2 separate regions of the Hordeum vulgare genome follow, and region 2 is linked to region 1. A link is a contact called in public Hi-C data. All regions are on one chromosome and are shown on one strand. Each heading gives the region's core, a stretch centred on a gene start, on an enhancer-like site or on the middle of the called end of the contact. The rest is flanking DNA. Distances are from core to core; before and after follow the strand shown. Region 1 holds the start of LOC123412667. Region 2 holds the start of LOC123411674.

What was found. A called contact is a pair of places that touch in the nucleus more often than the background predicts.
Region 2: a Hi-C map of leaf shows a contact between it and region 1, with 5 times the contacts expected there. The contact joins the promoter of LOC123411674 here to the promoter of LOC123412667 in region 1. A contact is called at or near these places in 4 of 6 Hi-C or Micro-C datasets (leaf and seedling) and 1 of 1 datasets of contacts at active chromatin or transcription factors (embryo).

Annotation. Positions count from the first base shown.
Region 1 is chr7H:130,511,273-130,518,000 of MorexV3_pseudomolecules_assembly, reverse strand. LOC123412667 reads left to right here and starts at 2,929. Exons shown (of 2, transcript XM_045105614.1): 1 at 2,929-5,055; 2 at 5,146-6,728. The coding sequence starts at 3,929. The coding sequence ends at 6,604.
Region 2 is chr7H:130,898,753-130,906,265 of MorexV3_pseudomolecules_assembly, reverse strand. LOC123411674 reads right to left here and starts at 4,268. Exons shown (of 1, transcript XM_045104636.1): 1 at 1,047-4,268. The coding sequence starts at 4,107. The coding sequence ends at 1,207.

The sequences.
Region 1 (6,728 bases), core at 1,680-4,179:
CAATCCCCACTCCTCGCATTGATATCTATTGATGGGCATCTCTATAGCTCGTTAATATGCCTAGTTGATGCGAGACTTTCTTCTCCACTTTTACCCCTTTGAAATCCACCACCATATTCTATTCCACATCCATGCTATGTCCATGGTTCACGCTCATGTATTAAGTGAGTAATAAAAGCTCAAGCGCGTTAAAAAGTACGATCCAATTTCCTGACTTAACACTGTGATGCTTGACATTTGCATTTATGTGGTAAAGACGGGGTCATGCCATGCTAATATGAGAAAATGAATGGGGGCATTCTTTAAGGATCGTATATTTTGAACATTGGTGATTATGTTGCTTATGTTCACGGATATTACTATGTTGATGTTTGTTAATTCATCGTTTCTCAATGATCATACATGCAAAAGATTACATGTTGGGTAGCATGTCACATCGAAAACTCTGTTTTTATCATTTACCAACTCGAGGACGGGCGAGAATTAAGATTGGGGATGCTGACACGTCTCCAATGTATCTATAACTTTTGATTATTTCATGCTATAATATTATCATTCTAGGATACTTTTTGGACATTTATTTGCTGATTCATATTATTTTTTAGCACTAACCTATTAACCCAATGACAATTGCCAGTTGATATTTCTACATGTTTTTGGTTTTTCAGGATTACAGTACCAGACAGAGTCCAAATAGCATAAATCTTTTTGATATTTTTTATGGACGAAAAGAGGAGCTGGAAGCTTCGGGGGAAGACGGGAGGCTGCACGAGGGCCCCACAAGACAACAGGGCATGCCCAGGGGGGCTTGCCATGGCCTATTAGCTGTGGGGCCCCCTCGACACTTGCGACCTTGTTCTCTGGCTTATAGATTCTCGTATATTTCAAAAGCCCTAAGGAAGCTCCGGAAAAAAAAACATCTACGCAAATCTCTGTTCCGTTGTGTGCCCATCCGAACCCCTGTTTTGGTACCATGTCAGAGGGGGGGTCGATTACGGAGGGCAACTACATCAACCTTGTTGCTCCCATGGTGATGCGCGAGTAGTTCACCACATACCTATGAATTCATAGCTAGTATCTAGATGCTCTCTCTCCTATGTTCTTCAATATAAAGTTCATCACATCTTCGTGATGATCTATTCAATGTAATCACTTTGTGCGGTGCGTGTGGCGGGATCCGGTGAATTGTGGGTTTATGTTCAGATTATTCATGATAAAGATTTGAGTCTTCTTTGAATTACTATTTGATCCTTATTTGCATGATTATTATAACTTCGTAAATTTCTCCGATCTATTGATTTGGTTTGGCCAACTAAATTGTTCTATCTTTAGTGAGAGGGGTGTGTTGTAGTGGGTTCAGTCATGCGGTGCTCAATCCCAGTGACAGAAAGGACATGACACGTATTTGTATTGCTTCCACTAAGGATAAAACAATGTGGTTGATTCATATTAATTCAATTTTCTTTGTCTACATAATGTCATTATTCTCCAAGCATTACTCTGTTTTACATAATACTCTAGATGCATGCTCGATAGCGGTCGATGGATGGAGCAATAGTAGTAGATGCAGGCAGGAGTCAATCTACTTGCTTATGGACGTGATGCATATGTACACATGATCATTGTTGTGAATAAATATTGCATAACTATGCGCTTTTCTATCAGTTGCCCAATAGTAATTTCTTTACCCATCGTCTGCCTTTTTCGAGAGAGATGCCGCTAGAGAACACTATGGGCCCCGGGTCTATTCACATATAAATTTACAAATGCAACTATTTCCTCGCTGCCTTTATTTACTTTCAATTTATTTTGCAATTTATATTTATCCAACTATCATCTACACTACTTATCTGCTTGCAAGTAACGAGTTCAAGGGGATTGACAACCCTCCTGACTACGTTGAATGCAAGTGTTTGCTATTTTGTGTATACGTGTTGAAGACGGATGTTGTGTGATCCTCCTATTGGTTCGATAACCTTGGTTCTCACTGAAGAAAATACTTATCTATACTATGCTGCATCATCCCCTCCTCTTCGGAAAAAACCCAATGTAGATCACAAGTATCAGAGAGCAGTTGGTTCTTTGAAAAATGGATTTAAGATCATTGATGACAGGCAATTCCACCCTTTCTACATCCAAGTTAAGCTTTTGTGTGCTTCATAACTGGATTGTGGAGTGGTATCTCGATGAGAAGATGTGATTGTTGATGATGTTGAGTCTTGTCGTGGTGTCAAGGCATATGATAATGAATCATGAAAGAGCAAAAGGTTGAAGCGGGCTGAGGCAATGTGGGCTACCAAAGATAACACAAGGATCTGATGAAGAAGAAGAAGAAGAAGAAGACACCTCCCCCCCCCCCCCCCACCCCCACACACACACTTCATCGCTATTGATGAAACATTCTCCACTGAGCCATATGTTTGTTAATTTGTACTGCCATTTCTTAGTACCTACAACGAATTTATTTAGTAGCTAGGAGTGAAACAGTGTCAATCCCGTACTGCATGATGATTATTTGACATTGTCTGGTAAGATCACCACTAGTGAGAAGGGGTGACCACTGACCACAATATAGGCCAGGAGTAAACAAACAACATGTTTTCACATCTTCACAACCATAACCCTTAAGGGCCTCTTTGGATTGAAGGATTCCAATCAATTGGATTTTTTTTCCTAAGGAAGCCCTTTGGATGACACTTCCAAAATTCCTATGGATTGCATTCCCACGCCTCAATCCTATAGGAATTTCAACATTCACTCTAACCTCCTTTTTACAGTAATTCGCGTAGGATCGAAGCACTTTTCCTATGTTCCATCCAAACGACGATTCATGTAGCTTTTCTCTGTTTTGTACCTGCAACCATGTCAAATTCCTCTGTTTCTCTAATTCCGGTGTTTTCTAATCCTATGATCCAAAGAAGCCGTAAGCGCATCCAACCAAATGTCATGTATCAAACGACCTCGTGATGCAATACAAGCAGCCACACAAGTGCAAAACATGGCTTAAAACCTATATTACCTCTGCCGGGCTCTACGGAGCAACAAATGTAAAGAGGTCTGCAGGCAACCAAACACGACCATAGAGACATGAAAAGCAATTACTTTCTCCGTTCCAAAATAAATGTCTCAAGGTTATATTAACTTTATACTAAACTTGAGACAATTATTTTGGGACGGAGGGAATACGTTTTGTCCCAGTACGGTGCAATGTAGACAGTCCAGCCATGCTATTCCCAATTTACGAATATGTATTGCACAGGGTGCTTGTCGTTGAGAGCTGAAACATGCGCATAGATTCAAACTGGAAAGGACTTGAACCCTGGTCTTGAGGTATCAGGTTCAGGTGCATCATATCCCTCGGGAACAAACAGCACCGTCGAGAAATGCGACTCATACCCTGCTTCATGTGCTGTTTTTCTGACTAACTGAGTACTAACGCTCTAGCTTTTTCCAGTAAACTGCCTGTGTACAAAACCACAAGAAAGTTACTACACAAAAACACAGTTTATCGAATGGGTGTACCTTATTTGGATTCAACATCCGGTGTCTTCACCACCCCTCGTGGCGTGTCACCATCTTCCCCACGCCCCATTACTGATGAAGCAGGGACCGGCGACAACACCATTACCACTAGTCAGTCTCCGGCCTGTGCTGGCAGCCACCAACCTTATAACACAAATAAATAAATAATGCAGGAGGTGATCTCCTCGAGAAGATGAACGATGTCCGTCGGATGCCGATCCGACGACGCTATGCATAACGATATATTTGGCTGCAATGCCGTCTTTCTTTTGCTTTCCTCCTCTATATTTATTTATGACGTTATACCAGCTTGTCATGCTGACGAGCAATCTTGCCGGCTCAGCTATATACCGGAGACAGATTCAGGTCTTGAAGTTGAACCTTGAGGCACCATTTTTCTTTGCAAATGGTGGCCGAGCTAGCACGCCAGAACAGCCCAACCGAGATCACAATTGACGGCCCCGAGCCGGATCCTCCACCTTCTGCCACCAATCTAACAAATGGAAACAGACAGCCCCAGGATCCTCAGCCTCCTCCACCTGCAAACGAGCTCATGCTGGACCTGAGCAAGTACATCCTGCTGCTGGCAACGCTGGTGGCCACGGTGACGTATACCGCGGGGTTCAACCCGCCGGGGGGCGTCTGGCAGGAGACTGTCGCCGCCTCGGACCAACTCGCCGGCGACTCCATTCTCCAGACCACCAGCTACGTCCGGTATCTCGTGTTCTTCTACTGCAACGCCACCGCGTTTGCCTCGTCGCTTGTGGTCATCGTCCTCGTCCTCTTCCTCACACTCCTGAAGAAGCAGCTCCAACTCATGCCCCTGCAGGCGGTCATGGTGGTGGACCTGCTGAGCATCATGGGAGCCTATGCTGCCGGGACCTGCCGCGACAAGCCCACCACCATCTTCACCTCAGTGCTGGTGGCTGCGGCCATCGCCTACCTCACTCTCCAGATGGTGCTGGCCTCATTGACAGGCGACAAGGACATCCACATCGACTTACCGCACGAGAAACGGCTTCGAAAGGTACTGATGCTGCTCGCGACATTTGCGGTGAGCGTGACGTACGTGGCTGGGATGAGCACGCCGGGCGGCTTCTGGGATAACACCGAGAACGGCCACCGCCCTGGCGACGCGATCCTCAAGGACAGCCATGGCAAGCGCCTGACGGTGTTCTTGTGCTTCAACACCCTCGCGTTCATCGCATCGCTCCTCATCATCGTGGTGCTACTGGACAGAAACCCTCCCATGACTAAGGCATACAAGCTCATCGCCGTGGCGCTGATCAGCCTCATCGTCTCATACACGGCCGGCAGCTGCAGGGAGACCGACACCAACTTCTATGTGGGCAGCCTGGTTATTGCCGTCCTGGCATTCATGGCATTGCTTCAAGCTGCATTCCTTCAAAATACCATAAAAGCTGCAAGGGATACCAGTTTCTGGAACAAAATTAAAAGCTTCTATCGTTGGGTGTCAGGGAGGTTGCTAAAAGCAATAACAATAGCTCCAGGTCCGGTGGCTAATGACAGCAGGTACTAGGAGGAGCACATCCCTTTTCTTATTCTTCATCCTCTGCAAATCATTGGCTTTAAATAACCTCTTTTGCTCCTCCAATTACATAGGATCGCAGCGGAGCAGGCTCGCTCCCTTGTACTGTTGCTAGCCACTCTTGCTGCAACCATCACTTACCAAGCGGGGCTGGATCCACCCGGTGGCGTCTGGCCCGATAATCGGGACGGCCACATGGCTGGTGACCCCATCCTCCTCACGGTGAACGCTAAACGGTACAAGGCGTTCTACTACTGCAATTCCGTCGCCTTCGTAGCCTCCTTGGTGGCCATCATCCTGGTCCAAAACAAGGTTATGCTCCAGACCCATGTGCTCCAGGCAGCCATGATACTGGACTTGTTTGGCCTCATCGGAGCATATGCTGCGGGAAGCTCCCGGGACTTGACCACCTCAATTTACGCCATGGCATTGGCAGGCGCCGTCCTGGTCTATGTGGTGATCCATGTTGTCTTCTTTACACTGAACCACGCCGAAGCCACTGCTGAGGAAATTGAGTCCATGGAGAAGAGGCGCAAGCGGTTGCTCCTTTTCGCAGTATTGGTCGCGACCATCACTTACCAAGCTGGGTTGACACCTCCTGGCGGCTTCCGGCTTCAGGATGATGGATCAAGCGGGCACCAGGCAGGGGACCCAGTCCTCTTGTACAACTTTCCCCGCCGCTACAGAGCCTTCTTCTACTGCAATACGGTGAGCTTCATGCTGTCCATCGCCCTCATTATATTGCTCGTGAACCCCCATTTATACAGGCCAGCAATACGAAGCTATGCGCTCGCTGTTTGCACGGCGGCGGGCATGTTTGGTCTGATAGGGGCCTATGCTGCCGGAAGCACCCAGCATCTGAAAACATCCATCTACATCTTTGTATTGGGGGCTGTGGTCCTCTTTGTCATAGCTGTACTGTTCCTAGTGTTCTTGGATAAGAAAGACACCGTCAATGAACTGAAGCAAGAGAATGCTGACAAAAAAGGAAAGACAAAGCATGCCAAGCGCAAATATCTGATGCTGCTTGGAATCCTTGTGGCAAGTGTCACCTACCAGGCTGGTCTAGATCCGCCTGGGGGAGCTTGGCAGCACGACAGCAGTTGGTATGACGCAGGCAACCCGATCATGCATGACAACAGGAGGCCCCGGTACCTCGCCTTCTTCTACAGCAACTCCACCTCCTTTGTGGCGTCCATTCTTGTCATCGTCATGTTGCTGCCGCAGTGGCTGAATAAGAATAAAGAATGGTCGCTCATGGTCATGAACACAACGATTGTGCTGGATTTGCTCGCCCTGCTAGTGGCATACGCAGCAGGATCCAGCAGGGGGTGGAAGACATCTATGTATGTCGCCGCGCTGATCATCGCCGTCTTGGCCTACGTTGCAATCCATATAATGCTGGCATTGTTATGTTCGCGTTCTCATAGCGCTGTCATTCCTCAGCAAAGGAGTCCAGGTGCCCAAGAAAATTCCCAAACACAGGAGCACGCGAGGAATCAGGCACAGTTTGCTGCAATGTCAACACCTTGATTATCAGTGTGTCTGTGGCTCTGTTCATGTGAGGAGTGGATGCAATGTTCCTTCAGTTTCCCTATTGTCCCTTGATTTGATTTATTGTTTTTATGTAATGCAAAGAGAAAGGAGGGGAACCCGG
Region 2 (7,513 bases), core at 3,019-5,518, 390 kb before region 1:
GGTCCGCTCCGATTGGGCGGTCAGGTTTGGAGTGCGAGAGAAATCCTTGCCGGTTCGTCCGGCTCCGATGCGGTGACACCGGCGGGTGCCACCATTCCTTCCTGGAGGATGTCGGTGGTAGCCATCCGCTACCCCCTTCCTTGTGCCGGGGGAAACCCTAGGACTCGTCCGGGCAGCAGCGTGGTCGACGTCGCATCCCTTCTTGGAGGTGCTGCTTGGCACGTGACGGATCGGAGCCTCGGGCTGTGGTGGTTTGTCTCAGGAAGGCGCAGCGGTGGCGGGTCATCCGCTCTTTATCGAACTGCCGTTGTTGGGATTTGTTTCTTTTTTGTTTTTTGGGCTTGATGTGCTGTTCGCCCCAGCAATATTTGATTGCTTTGAAATACAAAGTGGGGGAAACCCTTTTTCGGTAAGAAGTATCTTCCCACGCTCCTCCAGCGCGCCTTGAAATTTTATTTATAAAAGTAGAGATGTACAATATGTAGAAATATTGCATACCCAAAATATCCTCATACTTGAACATCATCTACACGCAAGAACAACTCAGAATCCAATGAAGGTATCAATGTCTCTGTGCTGATAAAATGCTGCTGACACGTCCTGTAGTAACCCACTGAATTGCTTCATTTTCGAAGAGTTACTCCATCCATTCGAATGAATAAGGTGTGCATGCATTTTAAAATTAAACTTTGACCATACATTAGATTAATAGTATATATATTGTGTGACTTTAACATTATTACCATTAAAGAATGGAGGGAATATATTTAGCTAAAGATACATATCCTCGCTTTAGAAGACTACTCATATTTCTCTCTTTCAAGTATGTTCCAAGAAATGAGTATGGAGGGTGTTTTGCCCCTCTCCGCTAGGTGGTTATTTTGTTGTTACTGCAAATTTAGATATTATCAATTAGCATCCTCCACCACTACAAATATTGCATCCCTGGGTTCCCATATGACGTGACTGTTCATGCATGGCTATCCAGGCAAACAAGTTTCACTTCAGAAGGCAATTCCACAAATTGTAAAGCAAGAGAGGAGAACTACTTCACAGCTCACAGTTGTCATTTGTATTATCTTTTGCCCACATTCAAAGAATGCACCAAATAATATTACGTGACGGCGTTGAGCAAGAAAAACACAAATTACAACTTTGGAGGTTGTGTCTATCTCATGATAGACTCAACAAATGTCACAACCGAGACTACTCTTTCACAGGCAGACGACTTTGTCCTGGTTCCCCATCAGATGGTTCATTGCTTGAATCGTTGCAATTGAAGAACCTTTTCAAACGTTGCACCCACTTTTTCCCCTTCTCCTTCACTAAGCTTCCCAATTCGTCAAATGACAACAAGACATGGATGACGATGTAGATGATCACAGCAATGACGAGTGCAAAAATGTACACAGATGTCTTCAACTTCCTGCAGCTGCCCGCGGCATATGCCCCAAGTAAACCAAGCAAGTCCAATACCATTGCTGTTTTCATGGCAAAGAGAGATCTCTTGTACTTGCTTATTGTGTTGTTCAGTAGGAGGATGACCATTACCATTGAGGCCATGAATGCTGTGGCGTTGCAATAGAAGAATACCTTGTATCGTGTTAGGTTGGTATCATGGAGGATTGGGTCACCTGCAAAATGGCCATCCTTGTCATCAGGCCAAACTCCTCCAGGCGGAAGCAGACCAGCTTGGTATGTGACAGTGACTGCAAGAGTTCCAATCAGCATCAAATCTTTGCGCCATTTGTGCTCTGTTCTCTTACTATCAGTATCACCTATGCTTGTCGTGCGATTCGTTGATGAATCTTCGTGCTCAGAAGGCTCAGCTTTGAACTTGAACATCCGTGCCAGCAGCAAGCAATTCACCTTTTCTTTTGCAAATTTCAGAACCAGGACTTGAACAATGACATAGACAAATACTGCAAGAACAACGAGAATGACATAGAAAGATGTTGACACTTTTCTGCAGCTTCCGGTAGCAAAAGCACCAATGAGGCTGATCAGATCAACCAGTACACATGCACGCAGCGCATAGCACTTCAGACCTTTGTCGCATATCCTCTTGTTAACAAGCAACAGAATTACTGCCAGGGATGCCATGAAAGCTGTAGCATTGAAGTAGAAGAACACCCTATAGCGGTCTCGGAACTCGTCACGGAACACTGAGTAACCTGCTCGGTGGCCATTTTTTTTATCAGTCCAAAAGCCACCTGGTGGGCTTATACCAGTTTGGTATGTGATAGAAGCTGCTAGAATTGCGAGCAATATCAGAAACTTCCGCCTCTTCCGCAAATCTTTGTCTTCTGGAATATCCGTAGGTCCAGAAGCCCCTGTTATGCTCTCCCACCATATCTTGAGATTGGGAGGTACATATAGAATATGAAGTACAACATAGGCGAACACCAGGAGGACTAGGACGAACACATAAATGGATGTCGAGAACTTCCTGCTGCTTCCAGCAACGTAGGCTCCCATAAGACCAAAGAGCACCAGTGTCATCGCTGTTTGCAGTACATGTCGCTTCATGGCATGAATGGTAATCAACTGGCTCTGGAGTAGGATGATGATGGCCAAAGAGGCTACAAATGCTGTGGCATTGCAATAGAAGAATGCCTTGTAGCGCTTGGGACTGATGGCCTCCAAAATTGGATCACCAGCAATATGCTCATCACTGTTATCTGTCCAAAAGCCTCCTGGTGGATTCATCCCAGCTTGGAAGGTGACTGTGGCGGCAAGGATGCCAAGCAATAGAAGGTATGTGCGCAACTTCTGGAAATCATCCTTACCATCAGTCACTGGAGTGCGGTTGCCTGACTGATCTTGCACTGGTATGGCAGGTTCTAACAAGTTGCCGATGAAAGTCCTCAGATTCTGAACCATTTCTTTATTTTTCGCTTTTACACGTTTGATGGTGTCTTCAACATATGCTGACTTAGGCAGAGCAGGTTCAATACACTGAATGATGAGGTAGAGCAAGACTGCACCAACAAGTGCAAAGACATAGATAGATGTATGTACCTCCCTGCAACTTCCAGCAGCATATGCCCCCATAAGCCCAATGAGACTAACTACCACACACAACCGCAGAGCATTTGACTTGACAACATGATTCACCGCTGTTTGACTGAGGACCATGATGATGATGACAAGGGATCCAGCAAAAGCAGTGGCATTGCAGATCAAGAAGGCCTTGAATCGGCGTGGATAATGGTCTCGGAGCACCGGATCACCAGCAATGTGGTTATTATCACCCTCAGACCAGAAGCCACCTGGAGGGGTTAGCCCTGCGACATATGTCACGGTTGCTACCAATGTGGCAAGAACCAGCAAGGAGCTGCGATTTCTTTCAAGATTTTCCTCTTCCTCTCTCTTCTTTGCAGCCTCTTCCGCCTTTTTTCTCTTCTCTTCTTCTGCAAGAACGAGATCCGAGCTGCGACTTCTTTCAAGGTCCACTACTTCCATCCGGACTGGTGCCTCTTGCATATCTATTGCCATGTCTGTTTTTGATGGCATGAAAATGTTCCCCAGAGTTCTCTTCCAACTTCCACTAATACCCGATAATAAAACTTGCAGCTTCTTAGGTGCCAGATGCTTGAAGAATACCACATGGAGTGTGACATAGGCGAAGATGCCAACTAGTAACACCCAGATGTAAACAGAGGTCCTCACCTCCCTGCAGCTCCCAGCGGCGTAGGCCCCCATGAGCCCCAGCAAGCCCAGAATCATGGCGAACTGGAGCGCGCGGAGCCAGACCACCTTGCCGGTCAGCTCCCTCAGCAGGAGCAGTATGAGCACCATGAGCGAGGCCCCGAACGCCGTCGTGTTGCAGTAGAAGAAGACATGGTACCGCCTGGGGTAGCTGTACCTCATCACGATGTCGCTGGCGACGTGGCCGTGCTCGTCGTTGTCCTGCCAGAAGCCGCCCGGCGGGGCCAGCCCCGCCTGGAACGTGATGGCCGCCACGAGGATGGCCATCAGCACCAGGTACTTGCGCAGCTTCCACAGGAGCTCGGCCTCGGCGGCGCTGGCCGGCTGCTGGACGGGAGTGTTGCCTGCAGCTGCAGGGCCACTGCCATTGGCGTTCTGCTCTCCGGCATCCGCCATGGCTCTGAAATTCCTTTGCAAATCTCTGGCTTTTCTCTAAAGATTGTAGCCTATATGTGGGTTGGCAAGACTGAGATGAACTGGTAAACGGCGCTAGTCTTGGTCCACAGTCCCACCCCACAGCAAGGGGGAAGTGGACAAGATAAAGAACTAAACTTGAAAGCCAAATCGCAGTCCCAGCCCACAAATATCCCATGTGGACAAAAACGTGGACCGTTTCAAATGGCCGACGCTTCGCCGTTGTGGCCATAAAAGCGCGGCAGTCCTTTTCTGCAGGCTACTCGTCCAGCTTCATGCAGCATACTCTCTCCGTTATTAAATATAAGTTTTTTTAAAAATTTTACTATAATATTATATACGAATGTATATAGACATATTTTAAAGTCTAATTTTACTCATTTTGTTTTATATGTAGTTTACTAGTGAAATATTTAGAAAGACTTATATTTAGAAACGGAAAAAGCATTTAGTTATTTTCTACACTCCTACCTACTTCGGAGCAGCGCAACTTACTTATGTGGGAAAAAATGTGGTGGTGGGTTCAGATAATCTCAGATTACAGCATATTTACTACACCCATGCCTACCGAATAGCAATAGCAATACTACCTTGTATTATTGGCAAGCCATGATACAACTTGCACAAACATCCAAGAAAGCCTGTCGATATCCTTCATGTCTTTCCATCTGAACATATATGTTTCTTTAAGGGGTCCATTGCTTGTTCCCTCCTAGCTCTTTCCTCTGCCCTTTCTATCTATCCTTTTCATCTTAACTGAACCTCGAGAATATACGAAAAGTTTATTATCTTCATAATTTGCAATCCTTGGTTCACAACTTTACTTTCAACAGGTGTGTGAACATACAGATTTGTCTTTGTTCTTTCAATTGACTTTGATCTGAAGACTTGCCTCTTTCTAGTTTTCTTAATACTGCTGCGCAGAGGTTGTTTGGAGTGCTCTGTGACTGTGACTGTGACTGTGTAGTATCTAGGGAGAATCGTGCTAGATTTACTTTATTTAAGTGCCACGTGCATGGCAAGCTAATATAATGCCATTCAAGTACCAGGCTGTTAGAGGGACAGAGATCTGCATGTTTTTAAGTCCGGCCAGGACGACAAGACAACAAGCTGCCACCAGATGCGTGCATCCTCGCACCCGAAGACTTGCCAATCCCCAAGTCTTCGTGCCTGTCGCCTGGGTCCTAACACCAACCGCTCAAGATAATGCAAATCCATTTCCCACTAGTTCCACACTGCAAGCAGAAGAGAGAGTGCTCTTTGTCTGAACTTTTGCACATTTGATAACTAAAATACTAATGTTTGTTGCCTCGAAACAAGCATCAAAGATACTACCCATGTCCAAGCAGCCCCATCATGCAGCGCAGGTGCAATGAGACGCAAGAGGATAAGAGCAAGCAGCTGGGCACATGCATACCTGTCACAGTAGCAGGCGTCTCGGGTACTGCAGCAGGGCAGCTGGGCCGGCAGGCGTTCACGGCTGCCGCGAGCTGGGCAGGAAGGTCGCCCCATAGCCATTTTGCTGGACACTCGCGCGTTACCTCGAACGCCTGCCGGGCCATGCTGCCGGCGCGTTTCGTCAAACACCTGCCGGGCTATGCTGCCGGCGCGTTTCGTCGAGCACCTGCCGTGTGCCCGCCCAGCCACTCCGTAACAGGCCGGCGACCTCCTGCGCCGAGGCGTCCCGGCGGCAGCGTCGCCCGTCGGAAACATGCTGCGGTTGCGCTGGTGCCGGACAGCGCGATCAGTTGGAACATCAGCGAGAGAACTTCCGGAGCCGTCTTGTGTGTGTAGTCGCCGATCGAGTCGAGAATCGAGATGGAATACTACGTCATTGAGGTCGATGTCACGCCCTCGGTCTCTGATGACGTTCATCGAGTGATGCGATGCGAGGCCCGGCAGTCAGCCAGACAACGCGTGATGCAAGAAGAGGGCTCTGCCTGGACGGGCTTGGTGGACAGTGGGGACCACCTCTAAGTGCAAGTCCAACTACTGACATGCACGCCATTCTTGGTTGATAATTTAACTAATGAAAAATATATGCTTAGAAACTACACTTGTTTAAGAATTAAATGGTATATTTTTAATGGTATATAATTCATATTTAGTTAGTCAAATCGATGACTTATAACTACGTGTACGTCATATAAACGAAGATAAAGTAAGTATCAAACATCCATGGATATGTCTGTCCAACGAATGAGTGTGACGGTCATCCAATCCGATCAACTTGAAAATGAATCTTTCACGAAAAGGCGACAAAAATTTATCAGATTTTGATATATTTATTTAGAACCAAATGACAAATGCTAACAATCTTCAACTAAATTGAACGAAATTTAAACTAAAACTACACTAAACTAAAAGAGGTACCAGATAGTGACTTCATAAATGGGCTCTAAGTCCATCGACACCTCCTTCATCGCCCGGTCCACTGTTGTTGCCCTTCTAGCGACGAGCGGCCTCCCAAGAGTCCCGGCAGCCTTGATCAGTTCGCTCCGCACGATCGTGATGCAACCGCTCCACCTCGCACAATCAAACGTGTCTTGCTGCAGTGACGGCCGAGCGCGGACTCCGGCATGTGTCGCCCGCCCTTGCCCTTGCTAGCAAGGACATCGGTTGCTCAATCGGGACTTGGCCAGCCCGATCTTGTTGTAATAGCCCAAACCTAATACTTGCATTGAGTGACCTCTTTGTAATATCAGTTAAAGTATGGATACTTATGTATGAGTGCTTTTCCTTTTTTTCTTTTATTCTTTACAATTTTTCATTTCATTTTCAACTCCAAGTCTTGATCACTTTCATAAAGTTTCATGCCTACCTTCTCCAACTTAACTTTCAATTCTATTTTAATAGAATTTGGAAAATTGAGCTACAGTTTTACTTCCAAAAAAATCTTTCATTTTTTGCCTATAAATCAATCAAATGTGTAGGGTTACATCCTAAAATTTTAGCTCATTTGGAGTTCATTCAAATGTGTTTCCAAATCCAAATAGGCTTGATGAAATTCAGCTTATTTGAATTTAAACTTCTCTAAAAAAACAAACCGTTTTTATTAAATTCCTCATATTTTTCTTAGTCCAGAAAATATCTATCTTGGCCTAAATCCCCTTCTAACCATCTATTTCCTTTCCTCCCACCTATGGCTTTAAAAGAAAAGGGGAAAAGAATAGAGACATACATTCCATTAAACATATGAAGCGAATTTTGTAGTCAGAATTCCATAATAGAGTCCGAGCACAACGACCAAATTAATTATTCTCATTGGAAAACTTAGACTACTAAATAGAAAAGATTTAAAAATCTAAGAGAAGATAGCCCACGACCGGAGCCCACCAACTTCCCTCTAGAACCTTTTTTCACCCTTGCTCCCCTCAACCCACTCAAC